Linked DNA regions of Mus musculus: regions 1 and 2 are each linked to region 3. The links are chromatin contacts, called in public HiChIP or PLAC-seq maps. All regions are on one chromosome and are shown on one strand. Each heading gives the region's core, a stretch centred on a gene start, on an enhancer-like site or on the middle of the called end of the contact. The rest is flanking DNA. Distances are from core to core; before and after follow the strand shown.

The links. HiChIP or PLAC-seq counts read pairs in DNA pulled down with a chosen protein or histone mark.
Region 1: an H3K27ac HiChIP or PLAC-seq map of T-cell acute lymphoblastic leukemia shows a contact between it and region 3, with 3 times the contacts expected there. The contact joins two enhancer-like sites. A contact is called at or near these places in 4 of 484 Hi-C or Micro-C datasets (CD4 T cells, embryonic stem cells, epidermal suprabasal cells and 1 more) and 12 of 115 datasets of contacts at active chromatin or transcription factors (DN3 thymocytes, the SCID.adh cell line, T-cell acute lymphoblastic leukemia and 9 more).
Region 2: an H3K27ac HiChIP or PLAC-seq map of extraembryonic endoderm stem cells shows a contact between it and region 3, with 8 times the contacts expected there. The contact joins two enhancer-like sites. A contact is called at or near these places in 8 of 484 Hi-C or Micro-C datasets (colorectal tumor organoids, embryonic fibroblasts, embryonic limb bud and 4 more), 12 of 115 datasets of contacts at active chromatin or transcription factors (T-cell acute lymphoblastic leukemia, embryonic basal ganglia, embryonic forebrain and 7 more) and 1 of 9 other capture datasets (embryonic stem cells).

What each region holds. Positions count from the first base shown.
Region 1 is chr12:54,186,384-54,191,123 of GRCm38.p6, forward strand. The region is part of intron 1 of Egln3 (egl-9 family hypoxia-inducible factor 3); the gene reads right to left. Among named protein-coding and RNA genes, the nearest start is that of Gm40424, 12 kb to the left of the region's middle. Within about 2 kb of position 1,643, at least 76 of the 459 cell types and tissues checked have an H3K27ac peak or open chromatin away from gene starts, as enhancers often do. A contact at or near this core is called in the SCID.adh cell line, T-cell acute lymphoblastic leukemia and regulatory T cells, where this site is marked.
Region 2 is chr12:54,070,663-54,075,032 of GRCm38.p6, forward strand. It overlaps Npas3 (neuronal PAS domain protein 3), which reads left to right. Exons shown (of 12, transcript NM_001370962.1): 12 at 1-1,510. Among named protein-coding and RNA genes, the nearest start is that of Gm35818, 69 kb to the right of the region's middle. Within about 2 kb of position 2,084, at least 2 of the 459 cell types and tissues checked have an H3K27ac peak or open chromatin away from gene starts, as enhancers often do. A contact at or near this core is called in extraembryonic endoderm stem cells, where this site is marked.
Region 3 is chr12:54,565,597-54,570,389 of GRCm38.p6, forward strand. No RefSeq gene overlaps it. Among named protein-coding and RNA genes, the nearest start is that of Gm40425, 18 kb to the left of the region's middle. Within about 2 kb of position 3,080, at least 59 of the 459 cell types and tissues checked have an H3K27ac peak or open chromatin away from gene starts, as enhancers often do. A contact at or near this core is called in the SCID.adh cell line, T-cell acute lymphoblastic leukemia, extraembryonic endoderm stem cells and 1 more, where this site is marked.

The DNA.
Region 1 (4,740 bases), core at 393-2,892, 380 kb before region 3:
GTAGATGGTTCTTTGTTGAAACCAAATTAATAGCTTTCTTCTGCCGTGAAAGCATACTTTCAGACATACTTAGGGGGTCTGAGTTGTAATATTCCTTGATAAATAGCAAGGTTACTTCACGAGTAAAAAGACTAGTCCAGACCAGTCCCAAACTAAGCCACTGACAGATCAGTGATTCCCAACAGAGCCTGAAAACAGAGCTGGGCCTCACACACACTTCGTGCTAGAGGATGAGTAGTGGCCTGGCTTTGCAATGAACCTGAAGTTTAAATCAGAGGATATCTACACCTTTTATTTGTCGCAGCTAGCAATCCCTCAGCCCACCTCAGAAAGAGCCACTATGCTGTCACGTGTAGAGCTGAAGTTGCTCTGTTAGCCTGAACGTCTGTCTCCCCGAAAGTTGGATTTTGAAGTGACTGTAATAAGGATTTGACAAATTATGGCATTATCAAATAGATGGTGTCTTGAAAAAGGGTGATTGCTGGTGTGGCTGGAGAGGAAGAGACAAATGAAGTTGCCTACAACATAGGGAATTACCTATTCCTGGAAGCAGTGGCCAGAAGTGTAAGGGCCAACAATGAAAGTCACTTAGCACCATTACTCCATGATTTCCCCCACCATCCCAGTCTCCCCTGCTGTCAGTCAGTGCTTTAGCTTTATATTCCCAAACAGCTCTGCTCCCAGAAAAGGTCAGTGGTCTGGATGCCTGCCATCTACCTCGTCTGCAACTGTCTGTGGTCCCAGGCTATTTCACATGATGAGGAGGACGGGCTGTGCAGTTTATATCGATTGCCGATTTGACAGGATGTAGGATCACCTTGGAGACAGATCTCTGGGCTTGTCCGAGATAGATTTTGTAGATTGGGTTAATTGAGGTGGAAAGACCTGTCCTAACTAAAAAGGGAGAAAACGAGCTAGCTGGCCACCAGCATCCTTTTCCCTCTGCTTCCTGACTGTGGAATCACCCTGACCAGCTGCTTTGAGCTTGCACCACGACTTCCTGCCACAATGCACTGTGCCTTGGGACTTGAGCCAAAATAAATCCTTCCTTCCTTCAGTTGCTTTTGTCCGGTGTTTCGGGTGTTTTGTTACAGCAACGAGACAAGTAATTGACACAGTCCTCCAACGTCCAAAGAGAGAGAAGACTCGATCGGAGCTCAGTGTACCGTGTGTGGAGAGAGCAGTGTCTTGCAGCACATTAAGAAGCACAAATGGGCTTTAGAACTCAGCTTGAATTAAAATACAGGCAGGAAATACAGACTGTTCCCACAAACACACCCTCCACTAACTGCTGCAGGTATAAAAGAGAGAATGTGCCGGCACAGTTCCTTGTGGACTTACCACTAAGACACCTCTCTAATTGTGAGCATACACGTTGTGAAGGGAAGGGGAAAAAAAATCTTTTTTTCTGGCCAGAGTGCAAGTCACCCTCTCTCTGACTCCAGAAGCCATGTGCACCACGTTTAAACAATGGGAGGAAACCACGGGCCGCTCAAAGGTCCCGCCGCAACCTTACTGACCAATTGTACCACTGAGGTTTCTGGCTGAGTGCCATAGGAGATGGGTTTTGGCTCAGACACATTCCCAACTGCCAGGATCTCAAACTGTGAAGCTAAGGATGCACTGATGGGCAAACCTCAGTGTTGAGTCATCAGACCCATGCCAATTTGTGCACGGGGCAGTAACAGACTCCGGAAACTGATGGGCTTATCAGATCTGTTATCTAAACCTCATCAAGTCTGTAAAAGGAGCCAGAGTGCAGGTCCGAGGGAAATGTTGCAACACTTCATTGTTTTATGGGAACGAGGAAGGTATCTTACTATAGGGGTTTTTTATTGGTAAAAACTTCCTGACTTGACCAATACTTGAAATCTACAGCAGTTTAATAGCACATCAGTGTCCCTGTGGTAGCATGGTCACTGTACCCCTGGTTCTAGGCCTGGGCTTGCAGATGAATCAGCGTGTCTTCTGATTCTGCACATTCTCTGACGTGTCACCGGCCCCGGCACTGGCCCCGGCACTGGCCCCGGCACAAACCCCCCATCCCCAGAGGCCTCTCCACAGCTCTGTAGCAACAGGAAATGAGAGGAATGAACCAGGTGTTCCCGAGCTGGCTCAACACCAGAGATATGTGCTTCAAGACACCTCCATGGTCACGTTCAGGCAAGAAGAAGTGCACACATATAGAAGAACTAAAGCAGAATCCAAGTATAAAATCTACTTTACAAAAGGCCACCAGGAGAAAAGAAAACCATGCATCTGTGAGGGGCTGTGGGAGAATTACTGTGTTCAGAGATCAAGCCCAGGGTGGACACTCCAAGGCCTCAACTGGATGTTCCAAAGCAACCAGCCACAGCTAGAGTAAGGAGACAGTTTTAAAACCAGTATGCACAGCTTCAACTGTTCACTCAGCAACAATGATCATTCACACTTAGTACTTCTCTACAGATCAAACTGCAGATGGGGGTGGAGGAGGGGGTGGAGGCAAGCAGTAGAGTCACACCTAACATGTGCCACAGCATAGGTCTGGCTCCTAGCCGCTCAAAAAGAAAGAAGCCATACCATGCATTTTCATTAAAATGAGTATATATATATCACATTACACATTGCTCAGGACTTTGGAATCATATTTCTTGGTATAACTTGATCTTTACAAATGCAAAGTTGCATGTTATGCAAATTTTTACTGAGCAAAAAACTTTTTAAAACTGATCATTTTATTTATAACAATTAACAATTGATATACAGATATTGTTTAAGCCTGAAACAGTATCTCACAGCTGTTACTCAGTTCCTGAGGTGGCTGAAGCAGGAGCATCACACATTTTAGAGTAGCCTGTCTAACAAAAGGAGATGCAGTCAAAAGGAGATACAACGAAAAGCCAAACCATGAGCAGTAGAACTGTAAAGATATCTGGCTGAACAGCCTTTAAATTTTGGTCTACTGACAAATTGGACCTCTTACTTACTAAACAAATATTAGCAACAGCTTTTCAAGAGTGTTTTTTAATTCTCCTTTTGGGGGGGGGATTTAATATTATTGCTTAATTATGTCTCCATGGGTAGGAAAGGACTGGTGCTGGTGGAGGCCAGGAGGTATCAGATCCCCCTGAAACGGGAGGTACAAGCCACTGTGAGCAGCTTGACCTGGGTGCTAGGAATCAAACGCAGGTCCTCTGCTAGAGCACTACACACTCTGAGCACTACACACTGAGTATCATCTCTATGGCCCTGCCTGAGATGGGGAGGAGGAGGAAGGAGGGGAAAGGAGGAGGGAGAGGAGGAGGAGAGAGGAAGAAACACCTTCTGTGCATAGCATAAATCTAGTGAGTACAGCAGTCTATGTACAGGGTTACCAGGATCTATGTACAGGGTTACCAGGATATCCAAATGCTCTCTGCAACGGTTAGACCACAAAGACCAGAGGGAACTGACAAAGTAGCCGAGTTGCAGTCTTTGCAAGGTTTGTTCTTGAATGTGGTGGGTTTTTTTTGTTTTTGTTTTTGTTTTTTTTTTCTTTTTGTTTTTGTTTTTCGAGACAGGGTTTCTCTGTGTAGCCCTGGCTGTCCTGGAACTCACTCTGTAGACCAGGTTGGCCTCGAACTCAGAAATCCACCTGCCTCTGCCTCCGGAGTGCTGGGATTAAAGGCCTGCGCCACCACGCCCAGCTCTTGAATGTGTTTTTAAACTTAAAGACAACCGAAGCTGGCATGTCAAGTTACAGTCTGTATTTGGCTTTGACAAAGAGCAAAAGGACTCCAAATATCCTTTACAAACTAAATGCAGAGAGCCTTGGGGTGCTGACTGGAACTGCAGCTTCAGCCCTCAGCCTTCAGCCTCAGTCCTTTAAGGACCCCAAGATTAGGTTCCTACAACATTAATGGCTGAAGAGCAGTGGTTGACTCTGGGAAATATGCCTGCCACCAAGCCAGGCTACCCAAACTCTATCCTTGGGAGCCACAAGGAGAATGAAGAGATCAAATGCCATTTGTTGTCCTCTGACCTCAGCCCTGCACACGATGGCATGAATGTGCTCATATACATTTGCATGTGCTCACGAGCATGCATGTGTGTGCGCGCACGCGTGCGCACACACACACACAAACTAATGTGAAGGCCTCTTAATAAGATGGCAACAGTCATGCAAAGCCTTTTCTAAACTTAGGAAAATGTCACCAGCACAAAGTTCACAGTAGCCATCAGCTGAGCCAGCATACGAAATTGAACAAAAAAAGGAAGGTCTGGATGTGAGGGCGAAACCCTACTCAAAATGTTTTAGAAATTTTTTTAGCGGCTTCTTAAAACTTTTCTTCTTATTATTATTATGGTGTGTGTGGTGTGTATGTGTGTGTGTGTGTGTAAGCATGTGTACACACATTCAGAGGCCAGAGGACTAAACTCAGGTGGTCAAGTGCCTCTACAAGGTGAGCCATCTCATTGCCCAGCTTTAGAATTTTTACAAATTTATTTCAACCACTTACGGGGTTAGAGAAAGGAGCTGTAGGCAACTCGAGCTCTTAGAGAACAAAGGTAGGCAAGGGCTCAAAGTGTCATTGGTTATCTTAGCATCTTGCTTGTTATCCCCATCAATGTGTCCCATGAAGCCCTCCCATTTCCTCCTTTCCAGTGCCTCTGGCTAGAGACCAAGGTGACCGAAAGAAGGGAGAAAAGAGAGTGTGGTTTGGTGAGCAGCACCATGGCTGCGTCCAGCTCCCCCACTTTCCTTCCCAAAGGAAGTAG
Region 2 (4,370 bases), core at 834-3,333, 500 kb before region 3:
GGAGTGGCACAGTTCCATTCCTGCGGTCCTAGTGAATCGGTGACTCTTGGGGGTTAGTGGGTTTGTGTGGTGGCCTTTCCCTGTGACGTCACCCATATGCTTCTATTGTCTGTGGATCCTGTCTTACTTTTCGAAATCCCTGCCGTTGCTTTGCTGTTGTATACTCTCCCTGCCTCCCCTGTCTTTCCCTGTCTGCCCTTTCTCTCCTCTGCTTCCCCCTTCCCTGATACCCCAAATCTGTATCATTCTCAGAGATAAAAAGAAAAAAGAAAAAAAAAGAAAAAGAAAAAAGACTCTTAACTAGCTCAAGGTTAATGGAGCCATCTTTCCCACAACGGAATTCTGGATGTGACTTTCTCTGTGGAGTACTACACAGAGCCCTGAAGAATAATGCTCAGATATATTGAATAAATTGACGCCATGCAACCTCAGCTGTTAACATTCCCAGAGTCCCTTGTGTTCTACCTATAAGCAGTGGGTGCTTTTCTTTGCTTTCCTTTCAGGTTGGCTGATGGAGCAGTATATAAAGCAATTACCAGTTAGACAGAAAATGATTTCAAAGGCCAACCAACATTTTTTTAAAAACAAAATGGGAGGGGTTAATGGAATATAGAATTGTCATATATATTTGTTTATTCGTGCAATGCTAATATAGTAACTTGGCTGTCCTTTGAATTGTCACTGTGCTGAGTGGATTTCCTCTAGAACTCTGGATTCCATGAGTTGGGCCCAGGCCGTGGTAGAATAATAACAGAAAGAAGATAAATGCCACAGATCTTAGCACTGGGCTTCCTTGAAGGACTTAAGTCAGTTTAGAAGATGAAGGAAGCCGATGGAGAAATGTAAAGATTAGCTTTGGAAGCCGTCCTCTAGCTATCGAACAATCAAGGGAATGCACCTCTCAGCTACAAAGAACAGCCAGACAGCTGGGTTTTTTTTTTCTTTTTCTTTTATAAATGTTTCTGTGTTGTGTCAAAATGATTTCTGGTGATTTAAACTAACAGATAATCACAGCTGCTGTCTAAATCCATAGTGTTTAAAAATTACAAAATGAAAAAAAAAAACCACTTCATTACCTGTGAAGACTGTGTCTGTGTTTTTAACTATTTCTTGTACAAATATATGAAAACTTTTATGAGGAGACTGGTGCCACGTAGCTGAATAATGGGGAAAGGGATCTTTCTGTTCGTAAAAACCTTAGCAGTGTTACCAACTCTACAATATATATATACAAATAATTAAAGCGTTACAAAGCGACAGCTATGCTACATTTGTTTTGTGTGAAGCTAACCGGACTTAACTTCCTGAGTGCCTGGCTTATTTTGAAACATTTTTTTCATTGACCATTGATAATGCTGCAAATCAGAAATGTACATACTTCATTTACAACAGGGTTCTTTTTATACTTTTGTAGATTCTCATACATGTCACATACATGGTTGTCTTTATGTAACTTAATTTTTTCATCCGCAGGTGCCATTTTCATAATAAACTTCTCTTGGATTTGTTACTATCTGGCATCATTTGTTTTACATGTAACCATCCTAACGAGCGAATGCTGGTAGTATTTGTTTCAGCAGGTACCTTGGTCATTATTCTTTACTTTTGAAAATGAAAACGCTTGAAAAAATATTCATATATATATATGTGTGTAGCTTGTTTCCTCATGAGTGTGACAAGGCACAGATTATGATGCTAATCCAAATACTACACGGGACTTACACCCATCCTGAGTTTCCAGCTACCCCAATCCATTGTCATGGTGAGCATCTATTGTGCACGTTATCAAAGCTGAACAATGGGCCTGGGACATTAACCTCTGTGGGAAAGTGCATTTTTTTTCTTGATTAATGCACAGTAAGCGGTGACAGTTTTCGTACATTAATCATTTAAAATGCACTCTTGTGTTTCCATCCCTTATGATCTATAATGTATAACCAACTCTTCATTGCTTATGTTTTCTCTTTACCCTCAATACCTACTTTTATGGCTATCCTGGGGAAGCTGTGGTTGGGCTGTGTCACCGTGAAGTCAACGCATGTGTGGCCTGTTGTGTCTTAAGGCAGGTTATCTGAAGTATTTTCTAAAGTACCAGCTGTTATCTCAAAGGTAAGGATGAGGTGGATCGCTAGTTAACTCTGTACACTACAAACAGAGACAGATTTAACAGACAAAGGAGACAAATGTTTGCACAAAAACTGCAGACAATGGTAACTATCACTTTCCTGGGTTTAAGTCTTCGGTGACATTTGTCACGTTATGGTAGCTATTGTTAGTGGAGGCATGGTCATAGCAGGGTAGGTAGGGTTGTGTGGCCCTACATGTCTCTACAATTCCCTATGTGGGTCCTTATTCAGAAGCACTAAAAAATAAAGAAACGCACAACTGAGCTTGCCCAGCTCCTTTCTTCCCCCCTTTCCCCTGAGAGTCAGATGGATACTTTATGGTAAGACTGAGAAGACAAGTGTCGAGCTAGAAACTCAGTCCTAAATGAGTAATTGGTGGATGAGGAAGGGGCCACCCAAGGCACTCTGATGGATGCTGGTGGTGTTGGCTCTTAGGGATGGTTTTCCGAGTCTCATTAAGACACAGAGACTATTGTATAAACTGACAGTGGATGATGCTGATGGTCAGCCATGACACTCTACCTCTGGACTTTTAGCACAAAGATCCAGACGCGGTAGCAATGAGGGACAATGTAGGCAAGACAGGCATAATAAATTAATTCAGAGTCTCACCATCGGCAGCACTTCTGCACTAAAAGTGGAAGAAATTCTAGACTCCTATCCTCAGCATCAACAAGTTCCCTGTTTTTCATAAATACCCATCAGTGCTTTAAAATGATCACTAAAGACATAACTTTGCAGTTATAGAAAGTGAGTGAGCTCTACGATCAGACCCCTTGCCCATCCTGAAACTGCCACTTCCCCAGCCAGGGTCCCAGCTTTGCATAAGCACAGAGCCTCCCTTTTTGCCAGGCTGGCAGTATGTAAGTTTGTCAGAGCTCTAATTTACGGTGATAGGCAGATTGGGGGTGGGGGTGGGGGATAGGCAGAAGCCAGTTCTCTGTACTGCCTCGGGTCTTCCAGCTGATAATGATGAAATTCATTCAGCAATAAAGAACAAGAAAATGTTACGTGCAAGCAACAAAAAAGCCAAGAGGGAAGACACACACTGACTGAGCTGAGCCTGAAGAAGCTGTGTTTGGTCCTCCTGGACCATAATTCTTACCCGCCTTCCTCTATGCCTAAATAGTCTATTTACATTGAGAATGCTTAATCAACTAATGAGGAGCTAGCACTCTAGCCTGGGCACTGCACTGAGAGCAGGTAGCGATGCATAGGTGTGAGCACAGAAGGTCATCTGGCCAAGCCAAAGCGCTTCTCTGGATTCCAAATCAGAGAGCAAAGGTCTTGGAAAACAGGAGAAGGGAAGGATGAATGCCTTTGCTGACACGTCATGCCATGCAGTCAAAAACAAGACAGATCTTGTCAAGGAGCCCAATTCTCAAAGACTACAACCACCACCAGGAACAGCAACTCTACAACACTAAGGTGAGTGGGCAGCCACAGCTGCCTTCTGCTCTCTTGTGTCTCCTAGGAAACCATTCTAAAGAAAGCAAGCTAACCTGGAAAACTCTCCATAGACATGAACCATTGTTTCTTCAACCTCAGGGCCTTCTAGAGTGCCCAGAACTATGATTTACATGCCCTGTGAACAAATGGAATGGAGGAAAGACAGAAAGAGACAAGAAAACATAAGCATGACCCACCAAGGGGCAGAGATTCTACCAAAAAACATCCATGTTTGACAGGGCAGCTTGAGGATTTATCAAGAGAGGAATTTTAAAATGAATAAACCAACAAGTTCACCCATTCCTATGGTCCTGGCTGGCACAGAATGGCTCAGTGAGAAATGTAAACTAGTTAACTGTTGTCCTCTCTGTACCCAACAACTACAGAGATGAACTGGAGAGGAAAAGAAAGGAATCTAAGCAGTTGGCCTTGGTAAACTGTGAATGAGGTTGTATCCTGCAGCCAGCCACATAATAGACACTGACTTCAAAAGAAAGCTTATTAAAATACCCTCCTAGACTTGCAGGCTAGTCTTCCAGAGACTGTTAAAAAAAAAGAAAAATGGGGAGTGATCGTCCCATGTAGACATTCGAATGCTGAGAGTTTTCCAGGCTACTGTTGGAAAGTTACAATAAAAGGTTGGAACTGAAATCTTCCTTCTGCTTTCAAACTGACTACATCTAAACTCTCCTCCAATCTGCGTGGCTTTCAAAGATATGAAGATAGATGTCAAAACTTCCATAAAGCTGTAGGCTGAAGTCCAGTCCTCCACCCTCCATGGGATTGTTGGCTGAA
Region 3 (4,793 bases), core at 1,830-4,329:
CCAAAGACAGCAAGAGAATCACATTTTAGAAAGACTGACTAGCCAGGTATAAAACAAAACGAACAAACAAAAATGTAGTGGGGGCAGGGTATAAAAAACAGCAAACAACAACAATATATATGTTTGAAATCTATTTTTGTTTTGTTTTGTTTTGTTTTTTGGTTTGGTTTGGTTTGGTTTTTCAAGACAGGGTTTTTCTGTGTAGCCCTGGCTGTCCTGTAACTCACTCTGTAGACAAGGCTGGCCTTGAACTCAGAGATCCACCTGTCTCTGCCTCCCAAGTGTTGGGATTAAAGGCATGTACCACCACCGCCTGGCAAAATCTATTATTTTGCATATTAACCAAAATAAAATACTACACATCTCAGCTACATCTGAAGCCTTCCCTCCCTCTTACATCACAAAGCTAAGGTAGTGCGCTAAAAGGGTTATGTCTCAAAACTTCCAGTGGGTGCCTGAGAGCTCGGATAGCATCTAGAGTAATTGCTTGTCTTTCTATAACAAAATACCTAACCAAAGCAACTTAAGGGAAGAAACATTTATTCTGGCTCATGATGCAGAGGGTCATAGTTCATCAGGACAAGAAGGTGAAGCAGAGTGAGTTAGTCTATAGTGACATGTGGAATCTGCTTGCTCGAAGCCCAGCAGGCAGGAAGAGAGAGAGCAGGGCAGATCAGGAAGCAAGTGTAACCTTCAAAGCCCACTCTGGTGGCCTACTTCACCAACCCCACTCCACTTCCTGAGGACTATACAACTTCCCAGCTTGGGAACAATTGTTCAAACTCATGAGCCTGTGGGAGACATTTCCTGTCCAAACCACTACAGTACTAAATCCCATATATGCTGGGTTTTCCTTACATGTGTACCCATGAATGAAGCCTAACCTAAAAAGTAAGAATAGTAAAAGATTAAAAACAGCTAATTTAAAAAGAATAAGTTTGACAGCATCTGTAATAGAAGGTGTGTGAATATGGTCTGTCTCCCACAACGTACTGAACCGTGTTCAGCCTTTTGATAGTGTGACCCAATACTTGCTTAATGCCATGCCCTGAGATGAAGGTCAGGGCATTGTGACATAGCAGTAGACATCTGTGTAAGAGCCACTGAAGTAAGAGCTCTGGCAAGCTAATGATTAAGATGGTCAGTACATGTGATATGCTGAGCCAAGGGTGATGTGCACCCCAGGGAGGACAGAAGAGGACAGCCTATGATCTCGTCAGGCTACCCAGAGCACCGTGCAATGGGAAACTTACAGAGTGTTTTGTTTTTAATGCCTGGGATTTTTCACAGTAATTTGAGTGAGTAACTAAAGCCACAGATCTCAGATAAAGCAAGATCTCAGATAAGCGATGAGGCTGTAACAAAGATGTAAAGGAAAACAGTCTTGCATAAGTTGCCAAGTTCACACCAGTCCAAGTGGGGGTAGGAAAAGGGCGCCTTACTCCTATGGCTGACAGTCGCAAAGCTCAACCACGGCTCCAGACATCAAATAGTGAAAATCAAGGGTGAAGCTGGCTCAGAGCGGGAAGCCCAAGTTTATAGGAAACATTCCTAGACACTTCTGATCTATCTCAGGATGCAAACTTTTATGCTGTTGTTGCTGCTGCTGCTGCTGCCGCTGCCGCTGCCGCCGACGCCGACGCCGCCGCCGCCGCCGCCGCTGCTGTTATCGTTTCCTGTGGTTGGCAAAGCATTTAGACTTTACTGGAAGCAGAGAAGACTTTGCTTTATGTAGGACAGACACCCTTGATCAGCCCAAAGCATAGCCTTTCAGACTGCTTTTTCCCCTCCCACCCTGTGACTCCTGTGGTTCTGTCTGCAGATTCTCATAGAACGTGAAATCAGGGAAAATGTAGTCAGCTCCAGGGCACAGAACCCAATGCTGGTGAGAATCTAGAACAAAATGTTTAGTGAGTGACTAGAGAGTGTTTAAAAACTAAGACAGTTAGCATTCATTATATTTATGCCACAGGAAGCACACAGAGTATGCACACAGAGTCACCACATTTCACCCTTACAAGGCTCCACCACATGCCCTGGTCTTGTCAGTGTCAGAAGAGTCTTGAACCTAGACTCCACACTCTGAGCCAGCCCGCTACGCTCCTTTCTACAGAATCTGAGAGCAGGAAGGACAAGCTATGCTAATCTTAATAAGTCTTTACATGGAAAATCCAAACTGGCAGATCTGAGGAACAGGACATCTGGCTTCAGCAAAAAAATAATAAAATAAAATATAAATAAATAAATAAATAAATAAATAATTAAAATTATGGGATGGTAGGATTCAATGGCTAACTAGAAGGGAAACCTTGAAAGAGTGTGTGGGGCACAACTATGAGAGCTGAAATTCCAATGCAGAGCTTGGAGCACACTGACTTCTCCATGACACTTCTGTGAGCCTTGTGATTTCTCCACATGGGAATCCAAGCAACAGAATGTTCCTTCACACCCGTGCCGTTTGTTACACCCAGTCCTGTCTCCTTAGTCAGCTGGGGACTGTTGAAGCCTGCTTCCCCAACATAGCTGTAGCCATTTTGTTCCAGGCCTGCCAGTCAGTCCATACTGCTGTTGTAATCTGCCTGCCAGGTATTTCATATTGTTGCTGTAATACTGACATAGAAAAATAGCTTGATTCAGAGCAGGGTCAAGCTGACCGCATACCCTATGTTCCACAACCATAACCTCACTCAGGACCAATCAAAAGAGAGGTCAGTTTGAACTGTTATGTCCTAACTATTAAAAAACAAACAAACAAACTCTTGGAAAAAGGCCAACCACCCAGCAGCCATCCCTGTACGGGTTGAGAGTTCATTATGGTTTTTCCATATAAGCTGGCCCTGGGAAATATTCATGGTCCAATCTTAGCTCCCAAGGCTAAGCTATGACCCTGATCGATCAGTCTTGGGGAGTGCATTCAATAAACCAGCCTTGTTTAACTGAAACTGGAGTCTGAGTAGTTTATGTGGCAATTCCTGAACCCCAACAGAGACCACGTGAAAACTTTTGTCCAGAGAGCAGCAGAAAGTCACTGGATGCGCCAGAGCTAGAAGCTGTTCCCTGGAACCAGCTCAAACCTGTCTTTGTTAGGAACTGGGTACAATCGGGGCCATGTGAGTTTCTTAGCCTCACCTGCCCCAAACAGTGGCTTAGCAACAAACCACAGATCAAGGCAGGGAGGGAGGGGGAAGTGGAGATAAGATAGTTTATCACACAGATAAGAGAGGGAAACTCCAGCTTGCCTCAACCAGTCTTTCAGGAGCTGAAAAGCCACAAACCCTTTGAAGCTTTGCTTCCAGACAAAAGGATTTGTCAGGAATGTTCCCTAAGTACAAGAGTGTTGGCCTAAGATTGCCTCGGTACTTTGAGTTTAAGATTTTTGTTTGGTTCTGTTGTTGTTGTTGTTGTTGTTGCTGCTGCTGCTGCTGCTGTTTGGGTTTGTTTTGGTTTGGTTTGGTTTTGGTTTTGGTTTTGGTTTGCAAGTTTAAAATCAGCTCAGAAAACTGAAAACTAGATCTTAAAAGTAACAAACCACCATGCCTCAATCCAACCTCGAGCAGCCAAGTTCAGCCCATCACAGGCTGCCAATGAGTCCAAAGCTGAGCTGCCATATGGGTTCTTCCTAACTCCACTCCTGTGTGTATGGGAGGAGGGGTACGGTAAAGACACTGCCTGAATAAAAAACAAGAAATGAAAAAGGGCATGACTGTTCCTAGGCATATTAGATGGGAAGGTTTATTATAGATAGGAGACACAACAAAACTAGAGGCAGACATATCTGTGAACATCCAGAATGAACAGGACCCTGAGCCAAGTCATGTGAGGAGAAGGGGGAGGAGAGAAGAGAGCCAAATCAAGAGACCTGGAGGGTAAAGGTCAAGTAACCAAAATGGCTGAATTATATAGGGAAGAGCAGCCCAGCCCCTGGGCTACAGAAGTTTAGGGTAGGGGACAGGCTATGACATCCATACCCTATAACAGGTAGGGACTGAAGAACGCTGGGAGAACCTGATTGTCCTTTGATGTGTTCAATAGATACCTCAGTTGGCCATTTGTCCTAGGTTTCAAGCCTGTAGTGGTTTGAATGAAAATGGATCCCATAGGCTCCTAGAGAAGAGCACTAACTAGAGGGTGTGCCTTGTTGGAGTAGGTATGGCCTAAAGGAAGTGTGTCACTGGGGTGGGCTTTGAGATTTCAGATGCTCAAACCAGGCCGTGTCACTCTCTCTTCCTGTTATCTGTGGATCCTGATGTAGAACTCTCGGCTCCTTCTCCAGCACCATGTCTGCCTGCATGCTGCCATGCTTCTCACCATGGTGAAAATGGACTGTACTGGCTAGTTTTGTGTCAACTTGACACAGGCTGGAGTTATCACAGAGAAAGGAGCTTCAGTTGGGGAAATACGTCCATGAGATCCAGCTGTAAGGCATTTTCTCAATTAGTGATCAAGGGAGGAGATCCCCTTGTGGGTGGTGCCATCTCTGGGCTGGTAGTCTTGGTTCTATAAGAGAGCAGGCTGAGCAAGCCAGGGGAAGCAAGCCAGTAAGTAACATCCCTCATGGCCTCTGCATCAGCTCCTGCTTCCTGACCTGCTTGAGTTCCAGTCCTGACTTCCTTGGTGATTAACAGCAATGTGGAAAGTGTAAGCTGAATAAACCCTTTCCTCCCCAGCTTGCTTCTTGGTCATGATGTTTGTGCAGGAATAGAAACCCTGACTAAGACAAATTGGTACCAGCATAGTGGGGTATTCCTTTGACAACCTGACCATGTTTTGGGGAGGACTGTGGAAGGACTTTG